Linked DNA regions of Oryctolagus cuniculus: region 2 is linked to region 1. The links are chromatin contacts, called in public Hi-C maps. All regions are on one chromosome and are shown on one strand. Each heading gives the region's core, a stretch centred on a gene start, on an enhancer-like site or on the middle of the called end of the contact. The rest is flanking DNA. Distances are from core to core; before and after follow the strand shown. Region 1 has its middle 150 kb from the start of EGLN3. Region 2 overlaps EGLN3 (egl-9 family hypoxia inducible factor 3).

Evidence for each region. Hi-C and Micro-C count contacts between places; a contact is called where the count stands out from the background.
Region 2: a Hi-C map of embryonic fibroblasts shows a contact between it and region 1, with 4 times the contacts expected there. The contact joins two enhancer-like sites. A contact is called at or near these places in 5 of 6 Hi-C or Micro-C datasets (ear pinna, embryonic fibroblasts, psoas muscle and 2 more).

What each region holds. Positions count from the first base shown.
Region 1 is chr12:41,354,269-41,361,876 of mOryCun1.1, forward strand. No RefSeq gene overlaps it. Among named protein-coding and RNA genes, the nearest start is that of EGLN3, 150 kb to the right of the region's middle. Within about 2 kb of position 3,408, at least 2 of the 8 cell types and tissues checked have an H3K27ac peak or open chromatin away from gene starts, as enhancers often do.
Region 2 is chr12:41,523,082-41,530,689 of mOryCun1.1, forward strand. All of the region lies in intron 1 of EGLN3 (egl-9 family hypoxia inducible factor 3), which reads left to right. Among named protein-coding and RNA genes, the nearest start is that of EGLN3, 16 kb to the left of the region's middle. Within about 2 kb of position 3,845, at least 3 of the 8 cell types and tissues checked have an H3K27ac peak or open chromatin away from gene starts, as enhancers often do.

The DNA of each region.
Region 1 (7,608 bases), core at 2,158-4,657:
CTGCATGATCCAGGGCTTCTCCAGAGAAGGTTCTCAGGAATCGTTTCGTCTGGGCAGGTGCAGGAACAGGAATACTGGGAGGCCATACCTTAGGCCTACAACATTTACCCTTCTCCCCTGGCCGGTCCATTCCATTTTACCCCGTTGGCCTCCTTTAGATGTTTCTTGGGCCTAGCTTAGGTCATTTGGTATTTCCCCGGAAGAGGGGAGACGGTTGACGTGGTTCGGCCACAGCGGTTGTCCAGGGAGCCTGGCCTGCTCCAGGTGGGCATGAGTTTTCCTCCCAGGTGATTCCAGGGACTCACAGAGGGACAGCTCTTTATCCTGGGCATTGCAGCTGACCTGGGGAAAAGCTCAGTCCACAAGTCACGCCCTGCTCCTGGGCTCTGTGCTGTCTGCAACGCACCTGTCCTCCTGGCAGGGTTTCGAAGCTGCCGGGTTTCCCCGCCTCAACGGCAGGTACCACGTGTTGAAAGATGTGGTCCCAACTACAGCAAGCCACGTAACAATGTCTGCCACCCACCCAGAGTGCCCGACTGCCAGAGTAAGCTGTCCCTGCTCAGTTGTGATTTTTGCAGGTGAAATTTCCAATCAGCCACCAGAGGGTGCCCACAGAGTTCTCTGAGAATGGCCAAAACCTGAAGAATTGCAGGCTAAAGAAAATCCCCAGTGTCTGTAAAACTGAGACAAAATAGAGCTTGCCCACAGCTTGGCTCAAACAGGTGCCCAGGCCAGCGAAGGAACGGGGCGGGGGGAGGGCGGGCGGGCGGGGGGGGGGGGTACAGGGATCACCTGGATTTGAGCTACGTTGCTTCTAGATATTTTTAAATTGGCTATTGGACTAGCACTTTGAGGATTGGCCCAGAAAGCATTTTCATTCCCTGGCAAAACCCTTCTGCACCGTTCTCCGTTGGTGTGTACAAAGGAAATGCAAATACATGTAAATATTAGTTGAAGCCAAGGGATTCTTGGAAGCTAAGACTACTGCCGTAACTGCTGCTGCTGCATTTAAAAAAAAAAAAAATCCTATAATGCAAGTGAAAGGACAGAGATTTCCTGAGCCACTGCTCCACTAGGGTGTGGCCTCAAAGAGCAAATAGAGGTGGAGTGCTCGTGTGAAGAGGCGGGGGTGTGAGCAGCCTACTTGGCGTGGGAGGATGGAGACAGCTCCCATCCTCTCTCCAGCAGGGGCTGGCAAGCAGCCTGTGCCTGGCATCCCCTACACTTCCTGAGTTGGCACAATGACTGACACACAGTAGGTGCCTGTGAATGCTTGTTGGATGAGTGAATGAATGATTGAGAAGTGAGCTGGGGTAGGTACGGCACTGTCTGGCCTGGCTGGAAGCTTTCACCAGGGAAGAGAATTGTGGAAGGGGTGAGTGGGGGTAGAAAGCTAATTTCCCAGTGAAGAGAGATTTCATGCTCCGAGCCTTAAATGTGCAAGGCTCCAGAGCAGGGTGCTGATTTGGTCCTAAGGATGGCCCAACTGTCCAGGGGCCCCATTCATTCACTCATGCTGTCTACTCACTCACAGTTACTGAGCACCTAACGATGACCCTGGCTGTCATCCCTTGTCCCCTTGCAGGGGACCCCAGCTTCCCTTAGCTATTCACTGATGCATGGGGGATGCCAATACCAGAAGAAGTAAGCACATTGATAATACCAGGCAGGGACATCAGCTCTTTGGAAATCCAGCCATCAAGGAACTGGGCACTGGTTGCTGGGGAGTTGGATCTTCTGCCTTTCTGAGCAAGGGCACCATGTATATGCCTCTTGTGGGTGTGGCCATGCAAGCATGAATGTGCGTTGCAGTAATGTCTCCCCTTGCATGGGAGTCTACAATGTACGCCACCCTTTGGCAGCACCCAGTGCCCTGTGCAGGTGCAGGCAAGGGAGATACGAGGTGATCAGTCTTACACTGAGAAACAGATATAGTTTGGAGACAAATTATTGTACTTAATTTCTGCACTTTAATTCATCCTGGAAGGAATCAGGCAAGTGCATGCCCTTAGAGGGCATATCATAGACTCTATTCAGATATTCCCTTTCTAACAGCTCTCCCTTGGACCTGGTATAATAATTTGGGGGAATTAGTGCCTTCAGATGAACCAGGGGGCTTCCTGACTTGGAAGAAAGAACCTAGTTTTAGGAATTGTCCTCTCTCCTCTCTTGTCCGTGACTCAATGCGTCTGCGTGTAATGATCGTCTTTGCCCCACAAGGGGGACAAGTGTGGTTTCATGGGATTTTAGCCCTGATGGTTGACACATTTCACGCTGATGTGTTTCTTACGATTCCTGGGCCCTCTCTGTGCAATGGCCCAGCAGAGCTCTCCGTACTTTCTGAGCCCTTTGATGACATAAGTCTCTATCCTTCCAAGCCTTCATTTCTGATTGCCAAGAGACCCTGGTGCAGTGCAGTGAACTCTGGGAATGTTAGAGCCCAGAAATGTCTTCAACAAACCAGGACCAGCGAAAGCAAAGTTTCTGGAAGCTAAGCAGGCCCCTGCAAGAAGCTTCCATTGGATTTCCCCATCAGATTGTTTTTGTCACTATAAGATCTTCTCTCAGGGAAAAAATTCATTCTTTTAGAAAAGAAGAAAAGGAAAACCCATGAGTAGAGGCAAAAAAATAGCCCAACAACATCCTTGCCTGAGCTCTCTGTCAAAGAGGATCTTAGGGGAGGCCAAAGGATTACGGGGTTTAGGTAGCAGCAGAGATAACGTGGGTCAGGGAGCTATTTATCTCCTATACACTGAGCATGGACCTTGGGGAGGATGTGCGGATCTGCCAGTGCTGCTTTATCAAATACTACATAGAGATAGTCTCTTTGCTATTTATAACAATGAGCTAAGGGGAGGAAGCCAGCTTTAACATTTCTACTTTGTCAGGAAAGAATAGAGCAGCACTATGGACCTTGACCTTTCGCTTGGTCTACTGAATAGACAGGGTTCTATGAAGCTCCACTAAATTACTTTGTATTAAATTTATTTTGAATAGTTGCTGTGTCTCAGGCACTGAGACTTGGCGTTAGTTGTCGAAACTAGATAAGACCAAGTGATAAGATAGAGTTTCTTGCCTTCAGGGAGTTCACAGTCTAGTTAGGGAGCCAGAGAGATGACCACATGGCAGCCGAGGGACCACGCGTGGCCTGCCCACCTGCGGCCTCTGCTGGGGAAAGCCAGCACACAGCCTGTGGGAGGGGCACTGCTCTAGATTGTGGGACTGCACCTCTCATACACTGTGACCGAGCTCCAGATGGGCACCCGGTGCTGCCAGGGGCCCATCTCTCGGATTAACTCTAAACTGAGTCAATCCCATTTGCAGAAATTTGTAGTTGAGATGCTGAAAACTAAAGTCGGTTCCATGGGAGGAACTGATGTTGAGGCCAACTCACTGATCAGTGTGCATCCAGAGGTGTACAAGGGAAGAGAAACCAGCCAGGAGCGAGGATGCTGGAAGGGAACAGGGCTGCATCATAGAGAAAGCCAGCCTGAGGGCATGTAGGTGACTGGGGGTTGGAAAATCACTTCCCTTCCCAACCCTGGGTTCTAGCTCCAGCAGGAGCAGGAGCAGGAGCAGGAGCAGGAAGCAGGAAGCTGTAATTCCTGATCTCAGGATCCTTTGAGATTTGGTTCCTCAAAATTCTCCTCTTCCTGTGATAGTTTCCTTTTCTTACAATCCCCAGTCCCCTGATTTTAATGCAAGCGGTTATGGAATCCTGTCTTATTTTCTAGGGCTGCCATAACAAATTGCTGCAAACTTCGTGGCTTAAAACAGGAGATCAGTTTTCTCACAGCTCTGGAGGCCACATGTCCAAACTTAAGGTGTCAGCAGAGCCAATTCCTTCTGCAGGCTGTGGGGGAAGGAACAGTTCCAGGCCTCTCTCCAAACTTCTGCTTCCGTCAGCAATCCCCAGTGTTCCCTGGCTAGCAGACACATTGCTTCAGTCTCTGCCTCACTCTTCCCAGGGCCTTCTCCCTGCTGTCTCTGTGTTTGCTGCTTCTGTCTCTTGTCGTTGAACTAAGGCACACCCTAATCCAGGATGAGCTCATCTTAAAATCCTTACTGTCAGTTACATTTCTTAAAGGCCTGTCTTCCAAATAAGGTCATATTCTGAGGTTCTGGGTCACCATATCTTTGGGGGAGGGGAACGCCATTCAACCTGCTACAAACAAGATATGAATGTGTTTATTGTTGGACTATCCAACTGGTAGGCCAGGCATGTATTCAAACAACAAAGCAAGGACATTTGGAGAGGCAGGAAGGGGGAGAGAGAGGGAGCGAGCAAGCAAACTTTTTTCTTTTTTTAAAAGGATTTAATACTTCAAAATAGTTGAAATTCTTATGGAAAAAGTTATGATTTAGGATTGTGTTTCATTTCATATGGCTGCAGGAGAAGGAAACCACAGTGTCTGGAGCCTCTGTAGGTATTAATTAAGGTAGTTAGTGAATTTCTAATCGTTCAGTGTGGTTAGAAGGTAGCATGTGGGAAAGTCCTTTTTGTCAGTGATGGTCTGGTTTTGTGTCCTACAATCACTCAGGCCCCCCACCCTCTCTGAGCAGCCTCAGCAGGAACAATTAGCATGTTATCAGCACCGGTATACTGAGGTTGTGGATGGAATGGAGGTGAAGAAGATGGTAAGTGCAGATTACTTTTGCAAGAAGTTTGATTGTGAGGTGAAAGGAAGACTTACAGGCCTTTGACACGGGGTCTGAAACTCCAGGAAGTTCATGAATAATCTGCTGTTTCTGTTTGAATGCTACAATGAGCTTGAACTGCTGCCAGAGCTTCCTCCGGATGGTGTCCCCTGTGATGGCCTTGAAGAGTGCAAACGAAGGTTCTTTACCAGGTGTAGAGTCTCTCTGTGGAGGGTGCACTCATACCCGGAGCAAAACAGCACCTCGCCGCCCTGTTAGCCTTTACACTTGACATTCAGAAAACAGCTACCTGAGCCATCCCAGTGCCTTCTGAGCCCTCTTCCCTGCCGGGGATGTCCTCCCTTGCTTATCTACTCATCTTTTAAAGTTCAACTGGAATTTTCCTTGCTTGTTCTATTCTGCCTCCTGAAGTTCAACATCCTTTAGAACTCCAAAGCACCTTTATGCTATAGATTGTAGTACTACATACTAAAGTACTATTAGTATGTAGTATATTTAACCACACTGTGGAATTTCACAGTTTTCTGCTTTAAGTTGCAGAGATCAGAATCCCTGTTTTCCCTCTGCGTGATCTTCAGATCTTTGCACACAATATTGGGCATATATTGTGAGTTCAATAAATGTTTATAGAATCAATGAGTTTGTAGTGAATATATGTGAATACTTAGTAGGTGGGAGGGAGGATGCTTTTGGATGTCTGGTAAGGGAAAGAAGCCAGGAGAAGGAATGAGAGAGGAGTATGGGCCAGACTCCTCATCAGTGTCTATCACTGATCTCCATTACTACCGCAGTCCCTGCTCTGTGCCAGTATCCATTCTCTTCCAGTCAAGTGGTTTAGCAGAAACTCGCCCTCCCCTAGTGCAGGAATGGGTCTGATTGTCGTCAGGGAATTCGCATTTCCTTGCCAGAGATTGATTCAAGAATGGTGATGTCGCCTAATTTCTTTCTTTTTTTTTAACTTTTATTTAATGAATATAAATTTCCAAAGTACAGCTTATGAATTACAATGGCTTCCCCCCCATAACGTCCCTCCCACCCGAAACCCTCCCCTTTCCCTCCCCCTCTCCCCTTCCATTCACATCAAGATTCATTTTCGTTTCTCTTTATATACAGAAGATCAGTCTAGCATACATTAAGTAAAGATTTCAACAGTTTGCTCCCACACAGAAACATAAAGTGAAAAATACTGTTTGAGTACTAGTTATAGCATTAAATCTCAATGTACAGCACACTAAGGACAAAGATCCTACATGAGGAGTAAGTGCACAGTGACTCCTGTTGTTGACTTAACAAATTGACACTCTTGTTTATGGCATCAGTAATCACCCTAGGCTCTTGTCATGAGCTGCCAAGGCTATGGAAGCCCCCTGAGTTCACTGACTCTGATCATATTTAGACAAGGCCATGGCCAAAGTGGAAGTTCTCTCCTCCCTTCAGAGAAAGGTACCTCCTTCTTTGATGACCCGTTCTTTCCACTGGGATCTAATTTCAACCCAGGAGACCTGGAAATTTTCTAAGAACTGTTTCCTTGCTCCTAAGACAGTGAACAAAAAGAGACGCTTTCTCTTCTTTCTCAGGGTGTTGTCAGGTCTAGAGAACACAGCTGGAAATGCAGAAGCCATCTTGCCACCCACCCGAGAATGGAACCCATGCCCGAGAATGGCAGAGAGAAAGGTGACAGCCCGAGTCTGTAATGACAGGGTTGGCCGTGAATCTGCCTACCCAACTCCCCCTTGGGAGCTGTCCCAAATCCATGCATGTCTTTGTCTTTTGAGGCGGTTTGACTGCTTTCTGTGACTTGTAGCCAAAAATATGCTCTCTGAAATAACTTGCCCTATGTAAGTCTCTCTTAAATATAACTCGATTTTGAAGTGGCGGTTTTAGAAATGAAAGAGCATGTGCCTGGTGAGCTGTGCACTAGGATCTGGGAAAGTCCAACATTGTGCTCTCACGGTCTTCGCTGTATAAGCTCCAGCTTATTTCATGTATTCAACTCTACCACTCAGGTGGCAGAAACTAAATTTCTCTTCTTGGAAAATCTGGTTGAGATCTATTTGAAGGAAAGTGAGCAAAGTTGTCACACACAGACAGGAAGACTGTTTCCATTGGACTTCTGACCCAAAGGAAAAGTCACTCCTGGGAGATAAAGTTTCAGAAATTTAAACGCAATGAGATTGACTCAAGTTTTAAAAATGTTAAAACAGGTGTCATTGGCACGTGAATAGAGCGTTATGTGGAGTAGAAAATCAAGATGCTGCCTCAAATACAGAGAGGGAGTTAGCACATGATAAGAGACTTATTGCACATCCGTGCAGAAAGCTAGATGTTTTATTAATGTTTTTTGGACAACAGGGTAACGAGTTATAACAATAGAGTCAGCCTCACACCTTGCCAAAAAGATTCCAGATGGGTGGGTCAGAGATTTTAAATTAAAAAGTGAAAGTAAAAACGTGGAAATAAATCATGAAGGATTGTTTTGGTTGTGATTCATGACTGAGGAAAATCTTTTACTGCATGACACAAATTACAAGTCATAAATTAAAAGATCATAAAGTTCTACCTTGTTTTTTTAAATGTCTGCATGCAAAAACGACCATATACAAGATCAAAAGTGCATAGCAAACTGGGTAACAGATCTGTGACTCATTGCTACCTAATTAATAAGATAAAGACCAACCACTGAGTATAAAATGGGCAAAGGATATCGCATTAAGTGACATGGGTTGGCAGTTTGGCAATATGTATCCAAACTACAAATATCCATTCTTTTCAACTCAGCAATTGCATTTATAAATATTATAATAAATATTCTATTAACAGCTTCTGTTAAATTATATATATATATATATGCCTATATGTCAAAATCACTTATGAATAAGATTAGTCATTGCAGCATTGTTTGTAGTATACAAATTGACAATAACAGAAATGATCATCTATGGGACAGTG
Region 2 (7,608 bases), core at 2,595-5,094, 170 kb after region 1:
ATATGTATCTACTCTCAGGATTATCAAGAATTAAAGGAGAACTAAGACGAAATGTCCATCTGAAATGAATTTTTCATTCATTGCTTTCAGCGCCTCTTAATTGATTCCTGGAGAGAGTAGTCCCCAACACCAGTGGAAGCCTCGCATTAACATGACAGTAATCCTTGGAGGTGGAACCCAACACAGCGCAATGATGCTGAGCGGTTGCACTCGCAATGTTTGCTGCCAGCTTTAGGAATGACCCTATGAAGCTGGTGCCAGACACTGCCCTAGGAATCCCTCTCGCTTCCTCTCACCATCCACCTCCCTTCAGTTCTCCAAATTTACTAGTGCCGTGGACTAATTACCTTTTATGCTTTGGGGTGGGACATTGCACAAAAACTCGGTTTTGCTGAAAAATAGCTGTGCTTTTCAGTGGTCTCTCAAACAGCAATCTCACTACCACCTGGGAACATGTTGTTAATGCAAATTCTGGGCTTCTTTCCAAGCCTACTGATGGGACATTCACAAGTTCCCCAGGTGATTGTCATTTGTGCTCAAGTTTGGGAACAACTGGGTAAAAATGCATTAAGAGGAGGCAAGGGCCGGCATTGTGGCTCCGTGGGTTAAGCAGCTATACCAGTGTAGCTACTCATATGCCAGTATCCCATATGAGTCCCAATTCAAATCTGGGGTGCTCCTCTTCAGATCCAGCTTCCTGCTAATGCACCTGGGAAAGCAGCGGAAGATGGCCCCAGTGCTTGGGCCCTTGCCATCCACGTGGGAGATCCCAACAGAGATCTGGGTTTCTTCACCCTCAACCCAGCTCCAGCTGTTGTGGCCATTTGGGGAGTAAACCAGCAGATGGAAGATTACCTTCCTACCTATCTATCTCTATCTCTACCTAACTCTGCCTTTCAAATAAAATAAATCTTAAAAAAAGGAGACTAAATAGGGATGGTTTGAGACCAGCCTCTCTGGTCTCAAGAACATCAGAGTTCATCTGATGAAATCTGAGATTATTCGTTGATAAAACTAAAAAATACAAGTATTTTTTCCTCAATTGGGAAATTTTGAGAAAACTACAACATGTCAAACTTACACACATGTGTAACTTTTCTGTTATTTCACCAATAAATTCAATTTGCCATAAGTAGGATTGGAGCAAAATTTGAAAGTGATCTCCTCTTGTGGGGAATGAAAGGGGAGAAATAGCTTTGTTCATTACTATGGGATATTGCTTCTTTACCTTTTTAAAAAATATTTTATTTATTTGAGAGGCAGGGTTGGAGAGAGAATATCCCATCTTCTGGTTTACTCCCCAAGTGGTTGCAGTGGCCAGGGGTTGGACCAGGCTGAAGCCAGGAGCGGGGAACTCCATCTGGGTCTCTTACGTGGGCAGCAGGGGCCCAAGCACTTGGGCCATCTTCAGCTGCTTTCCCACAGGCACCAACAAGGAGCGAGATCAGAAGTGCAGCTGCTGCAACTTGAACCAGTTCCTGCAGGTGTTGCAGGAGGTGGGTTAACCTGCTGCGCCACAATGCCAGCCCCTTCTACTTGTACCCAACAGTAAGGAGTGTGAGTTGAAGGACCCAGTCAATGATTTTTGATAAGCACAAACTGGATCACAGTGCCTTGCCGGCTGGGGAGTCTCATTAATGAGCATCTATTATGTGTCACCTGTGAGCGCCACCCCGAAGCCTTCTAGGGTAAGATGGCTGTCAGAGTTGGAGAAGGCTGGGGCGTAGGGCTTTTTGTGGGAAAATGTGACTAAGGAATTGAATCCAGCTCAGTTGGAGTCAGAGGTATGATTCGATAAGGGTGAGCCCGCGGCTGCCGCCTACCTGTTTCCCACTTGGAGGGCTTTGGTTTCCCAGTTCAGGGTGGGAGCCTTGTTGGGTAAGGCAAGAGAATCATCACACAAGCCTTTGTTGTGTTGTCTCGGAGATGAAGGTCTAGTGGAAGCAACAGCACTGCTTCCATACCATTTTCCCCCCAGAAGAGCCCTTTACTTTCTCCCCCTCCAACAGCGGGTCTGCTGGATCTCACACCTGCTCTGAACCCCAGTGAGTCTGTACCCAGTGAATTCTAACGGGGCTGCAGAAAGTGCTGTGGCCCATGTTCACTGCTGGCAGGAGAGATGTCTCTGGGCAAGTGTTGTGCAGGAATAAGGAAAATTTAGCTCATCCCTGGAATTCCTGTGCCCGGTGCTACTCCTTCCCAGGGGAAGTGCACTTTTGTATTTCCTTTAAAAAATTTTATTTAATTGGCTATCTATCTTCTGGTTCTGAAACAAGTGTTGACCTGAGCTAATAAAGGCAGGCCCTGGGAGGGGAGAGGGAGAGGGAGAGGGAGGCACAGACTTCCTCCCACAGAGCCTTGGGGAGGGAAGAGCAGCCAAGTCTTGTGCAGTCTGTGGACTGCTGACCAAGTCCACTTGACACAGGTTTTATGGTGGGCTTGAGGTTGGCCCTGGAGAGGGAATAACCCCAGCAAAGGCAACAAGCTGGACAGCTCTGCTGGGCTGTAGGATTCCAGGTCAATTTCCTTTGCCTCTTCTTTTGTTAAAATTCTCCCCTTGGTGCTTCAGTTCACAGACTTAACAGCAAACATATTCATTTCTTCCAATTTTTGTAATTTTTTTGCATTTGATGATTTTCCTTGGAAAGGATGAGAGGCAAGCTGAGAGGGAGTTGAATATTTCAAGTAGAATTAAAGACCTTAGTTCTCTTGAAAATAGACTGGAGATGAACTGGTTCCTGTTAGACGCTGGCTAAGCTGCCATGGTCAAGTGTGACTGGTGGTGGAGGCCTCCCTTAGGCTCTTCAGCGAGAGCAGTTGGGTTCAACAGGCCAAGTGAACCAGTCTCCTGCGGCCTCAGCTTGCTTGTCTATGAAAGGGAAATGTTTCCACCTCGTGCCGGCAATGAGAAGAGTGGATGAGTTAAGGTTGGTAGAGCACACAGAGCAGTGTTGGGCTTGCACGGTAGACACCGTAAGCATGTTTGTTCAGTAAGTAACTGTGGCCACTGGATTTCTTGAATTTCACTTGTGCTATTCCTTCACTCAGCAGGTAACTGTCAAGGGCAGGATCCTCCTGTCTGAACACTATTACTTCAGAGTGTCTTTTCATGACATGTTTTGATTGGTAACCAGTTTTTTATGTTACCATTTGTAAAGTCTTGTCTTACCATTGTATTTAAGTTGTCATGAATCCTTCAAATATTGTAGGCTGAATTTCAGGTGCAAATTTAAAGACAACCATACTGAGGTCTCCGACAATCCCATAGCCAGGCGTGTTCGTTTTCTCTCTTGTGCTTGGAACCTTGAGAAAGCTCCAGGTTCAGTTTTGTTTCTCTGGTGGTTTCTCAAAGGTGTTTATGTAGTGGGAATCCCAGGCCCGTGTTGCTTGAAAAATGACCGATGGATTTGTTTTTCTGCGGAAACACGGTAACTTCTAGGCGGGACACCTGGCAGGGTTCATGGCTACTGCAGAGGAGAGTGAGCAAAGTGACTCAGGGGACATGGCCGCCGCTCACCTTCCCAGCGTCCAGGAAGTTGCTGGGGACTTGGTGTGTCGAGTGCCAGCCAGCTACGTGAGTCGCAGGGAGTTGGCAGCCGCGGACCTCTGGAGGCAGGGCGTTAGAAAGGACGTGGTTAAATGCCTGCTTTTTTAATATCCTTCACCCTGAGCTGGACTGCCTTGCACGGATTTTATAATTCAGGGGAAGCCTCTGTGGGAAAGCTTCCCCTGGTGACTGCGGGGCTGATGGGGGGAGGAGGGAGGGCTCCCAGCGTTCAGTTCCCTTTCCAGCCTGCCAGGCGGTGTGCTCGGGTGTGGGCTGCCTGCCACCCTCACGGAGCGCACGTAGCCCTGTCACTCAGTCGTCACCCAGCTGGCCTGGAGCCAGGCCTCCCACAGGAAGGGCAGCCTTCCCGGACCCGAACAGCCTGTGCTGATAGGGCTGCGCTGCCTCATTGCGGGGGCTCTGGCAGAATCCCCTCTGAGGAGAGGAATTAACCACAACTGAGAATGGAATGACAATAGTCTTTGAAATTCCTGGCCTTTAGTGGCTTCATGGGGGAGGGGAGGAAGCAGTAGGGAGTGATTCACCCAGAAGTTCATGCCTGAAGGGCAGGGTCCCCTGAAAGAGACTCTTGATCAAGTGTAGAGAGTCTGCAGAACCGCGAACCCTCCGTGATTTTGTGCAGATGTCTCCTCTCTGTGTGTGGGTGTGGGTGTGTGCGTGCGTGCACATGCGTGCGCAATCTGGTGATTGTGGTGGGTGCTTGTCTCTTTAAGGTAAAAATCTCAAGGGGCTGGGCACCTGGCAGGACTCTCATCACTGACCCAGGACAGCAAAACGCAAAGGTTCCAGAGTCTAGGTTGTTGTTGATGCTTCTTTGGATGAACCTGAAGCTGAGGGCCAAGTTCACCTGAGGACAGGCTTTCAAGTAAAAATGCTCAATTATTTGCCCTTCCAGGCATGGTGCTCTTGCCTGACCAGGAATGTGGGCAGACCCACCTCCCCAAAGCAACTGAGGGTTGCTGTAGCTTTGTACTTTTCCATTTTCGAAGCACGGAGGCTCCCGAGTTACAGCACAGGCCAGGTGTCGCAGCGCGCTGATGGCTGCTCTACACTGGGCGGTGAGGGTCTATGCTGTAGGTGTGCAGGTTCAGGGAGAGGAGTTATTTTCAGTGCAGACGTAGAGCAAATGAGGGAGACGGAAGTCGTTTTCATTGTGGTGACAGGACAGTGGGAAACATTGTCCTGAAGGGCAGACATTTGCCTGACTGGCATGCTGGATCTTCCCAATTGTGTGAGCAGGTGCTGCCCCCTGGGGAAGGGCATTGTGGGAGCTGGACACTGGACCATACGCCGTGTTTCCTGTTGCCCTTCGTTTTGTTGCATCAGTCTGTCCATAGAGGCACCAGAGGAAGAAAACAGATAGGTTTGGTCTTAGTCGGCAGCACAGACAAGGAGATGCCAAGACAGCGCTCACATTATCTGTGACTCATTTCTTTACGCCCATCCAGGTGAAGTTAGAATGAACGTGTGAAAATCTGAAACTGCTTGTTCGGTTCATCACCAGTGCTGTTTCATCATCACTTGGAGACCTAACTTTAATGTTAGGGACCCACCTGGCAGCAAGTGGGAACGCGGTGTCGGTGACATTTTTCTGAAACTTAGAGAAAGCTTTGCGTAGTTGGCATCCTCTTGTACAGAGGCCTGTGAACATTGTACTGTAGGTGTTCAGTGCCACAGTGGATCCCGCAGGGTAGCCTTGAAGATCACACACCCCTGAACAAGGAACCCGATGGGAGGACAAAGCATGCATTACAACTTTCCTTTCATATCCTCTGGATTGAAGAGGTAGAGGATCTTTGTCAGAGCCAATGGAACATAATGGGATTTGACGTTTTGGCTTAATTTGTCTTTAGATTTTTTTTTCCCCAAAAAAATCAACCTTGTAAAGACCATGCCTCTTACATATATATTTTTTTTAGTCACTCTAGCTTTTCCTGAGGTCTGTCTGCATGTTGAGGTTGAATACTTAAAAGGTTTTTTTTAATTTTTGTTTTTCTTTTGAAAATAGAATTTCCATTTTAGGACTGCTTCTAGCACATACAGTGCTTTTGTTGTAATTATGAGGCCGCATTTCCCTCCTCCCCCAGAGATGAATGACCCAGTGGGACCCCACCTTGGTCATGCATATAGGACAAAAAAAAATGCATAGTCATGGGCTGCCCTGCTCCCTTGTCCACACCCAACATGTGTGTTACATTATGTGCTGAACACAAATCACTCAGGAAAATGACCCCGGAAGTGTAGCCTTCAGCTTCTCTACCCATAGGCTGACTAAAACACATTGGCACATTTGTCACCTAGGCTCTGTCCCCAGTAAGAGATGAGACCCATCTCTGTGCACAAGAGTCGGGTGTTGCATTCTCCACCATGAGGAGTTACTTGGCCTTTTCTCCAAGCAAAGAGAGGCAGATGGTCTTCTGTGTGTGTGCTTGCCCACCTGTTTACACATGTCTCGTTATGCACTTTGGCCTTGTGTTAGAGAGGGGAGAGATCCTGGCTCTCCATAGCTCTGTACCAGCTGGACCTGGGAGAAGGACTTGGAGCGGGGCGGGTGTGGAGAAGGCGTCTGGAGAGTGGGTGGTGCGGGAGGATGAGGCTTTTGTCTTGGGATGGGGCATGGCTGAACCTGGTGAAGAGGGGTGGGGAAGGTGCCTACTTACTGCTCAGGAGCTCTCTTGAGATAGCTCCACTTCTTAGGGGCCCTCAAATAGTGATCTCAAAATGGAGTGTATGTGTGGGGGGGCCCTGATTTAAATTTGGGATCAACAATATTTAGGACATTTTACGTAAAAATTTGGCTGTGTGCTACCCTCCTAAAATCTGCAGATGTGTCCCCATTGCAAATGACAGCACATCTCCTGATGTAGGTGGCATGGCACACACATGCCAGACTTCAGAGATGTGTGTCCTGAAAGATTTTTTAAAAATTAATTTATTTGCCAGAGCCGTGGCTCACTAGGCTAATCCTCCGCCTTGCGGCGCCAGCACACCGGGTTCTAGTTCCAGTCGGGGCGCCGGATTCTGTCCCGGTTGCCCCTCTTCCAGGCCAGCTCTCTGCTGTGGCCAGGGAGTGCAGTGGAGGATGGCCCAAGTGCTTGGGCCCTGCACCCCATGGGAGACCAGGAGAAACACCTGGCTCCTGGCTTCGGATCAGCGTGGTGCGCCAGCCGCAGCGCGCTGGCCGCGGCAGCCATTGGAGGGTGAACCAACGGCAAAGGAAGACCTTTCTCTCTGTCTCTCTCTCTCACTGTCCACTCTGCCTGTCAAGAAAAAAAATAAATTTATTTGAGATAGAACCTGCTTCCACCTGCTGCTTAACTTCCCCGAATGCCTGCGTGGTTGGGATCTGGCCTGCTGAAGCTGGGAGAAGCTCCTATGGAGCTGGGGACACAATTGAACTCTTCCTGTATGGCAAGAAACCCTGTTAGCAAATCTGACTCCAAAACCATGAGCCAATCTGAAGTCTGTTTCTATAAAAACAGGAGTTGTGATGGCTGATAGAGAAGTGGTAAGTCTACCCAGAGTGTGGATGAGGAATGAGTGGATATGCAGGGCTTGTTGGAAGCAGCTTGTCCCTGTACCAGGATGAGGTTGATTGCATTCTGGGGTATTCTGTGTAGCTATTGCAATGAAAATCTTAGATTTTTTTCTGTTTCAGTGTTAGCTTTGGACTCGAAGATACATTCTTTTGAGTCAGTTCACCAGTGACTCTAACAGAACCACTGTTTTTCTTTAGATTTTGTTAATGTTGTAGATCTACCTGTCTGTGTAGGTCGTCAGCGAATACATATACACTTCCTGCCCACACATGGCTGTGGTGTCCAGAGTGTGTATCTCTGGCCTGGAGTCAGCCGGGGAGCACCTGGCTCACCCCTCCTGTTGTTACAGAGCTCGGGAGAGGCCTCTGGAGTTGGGGGATGGGGAGGTACACCATGGGGTTCGGGGAGGGGCTGATGAGGTAGAAGGGAACATGTGGATTTATCTGAGCATCCAAGAATAGAAGTAGAGAACTACACTATATGTGCTCCCGCAGATGACAC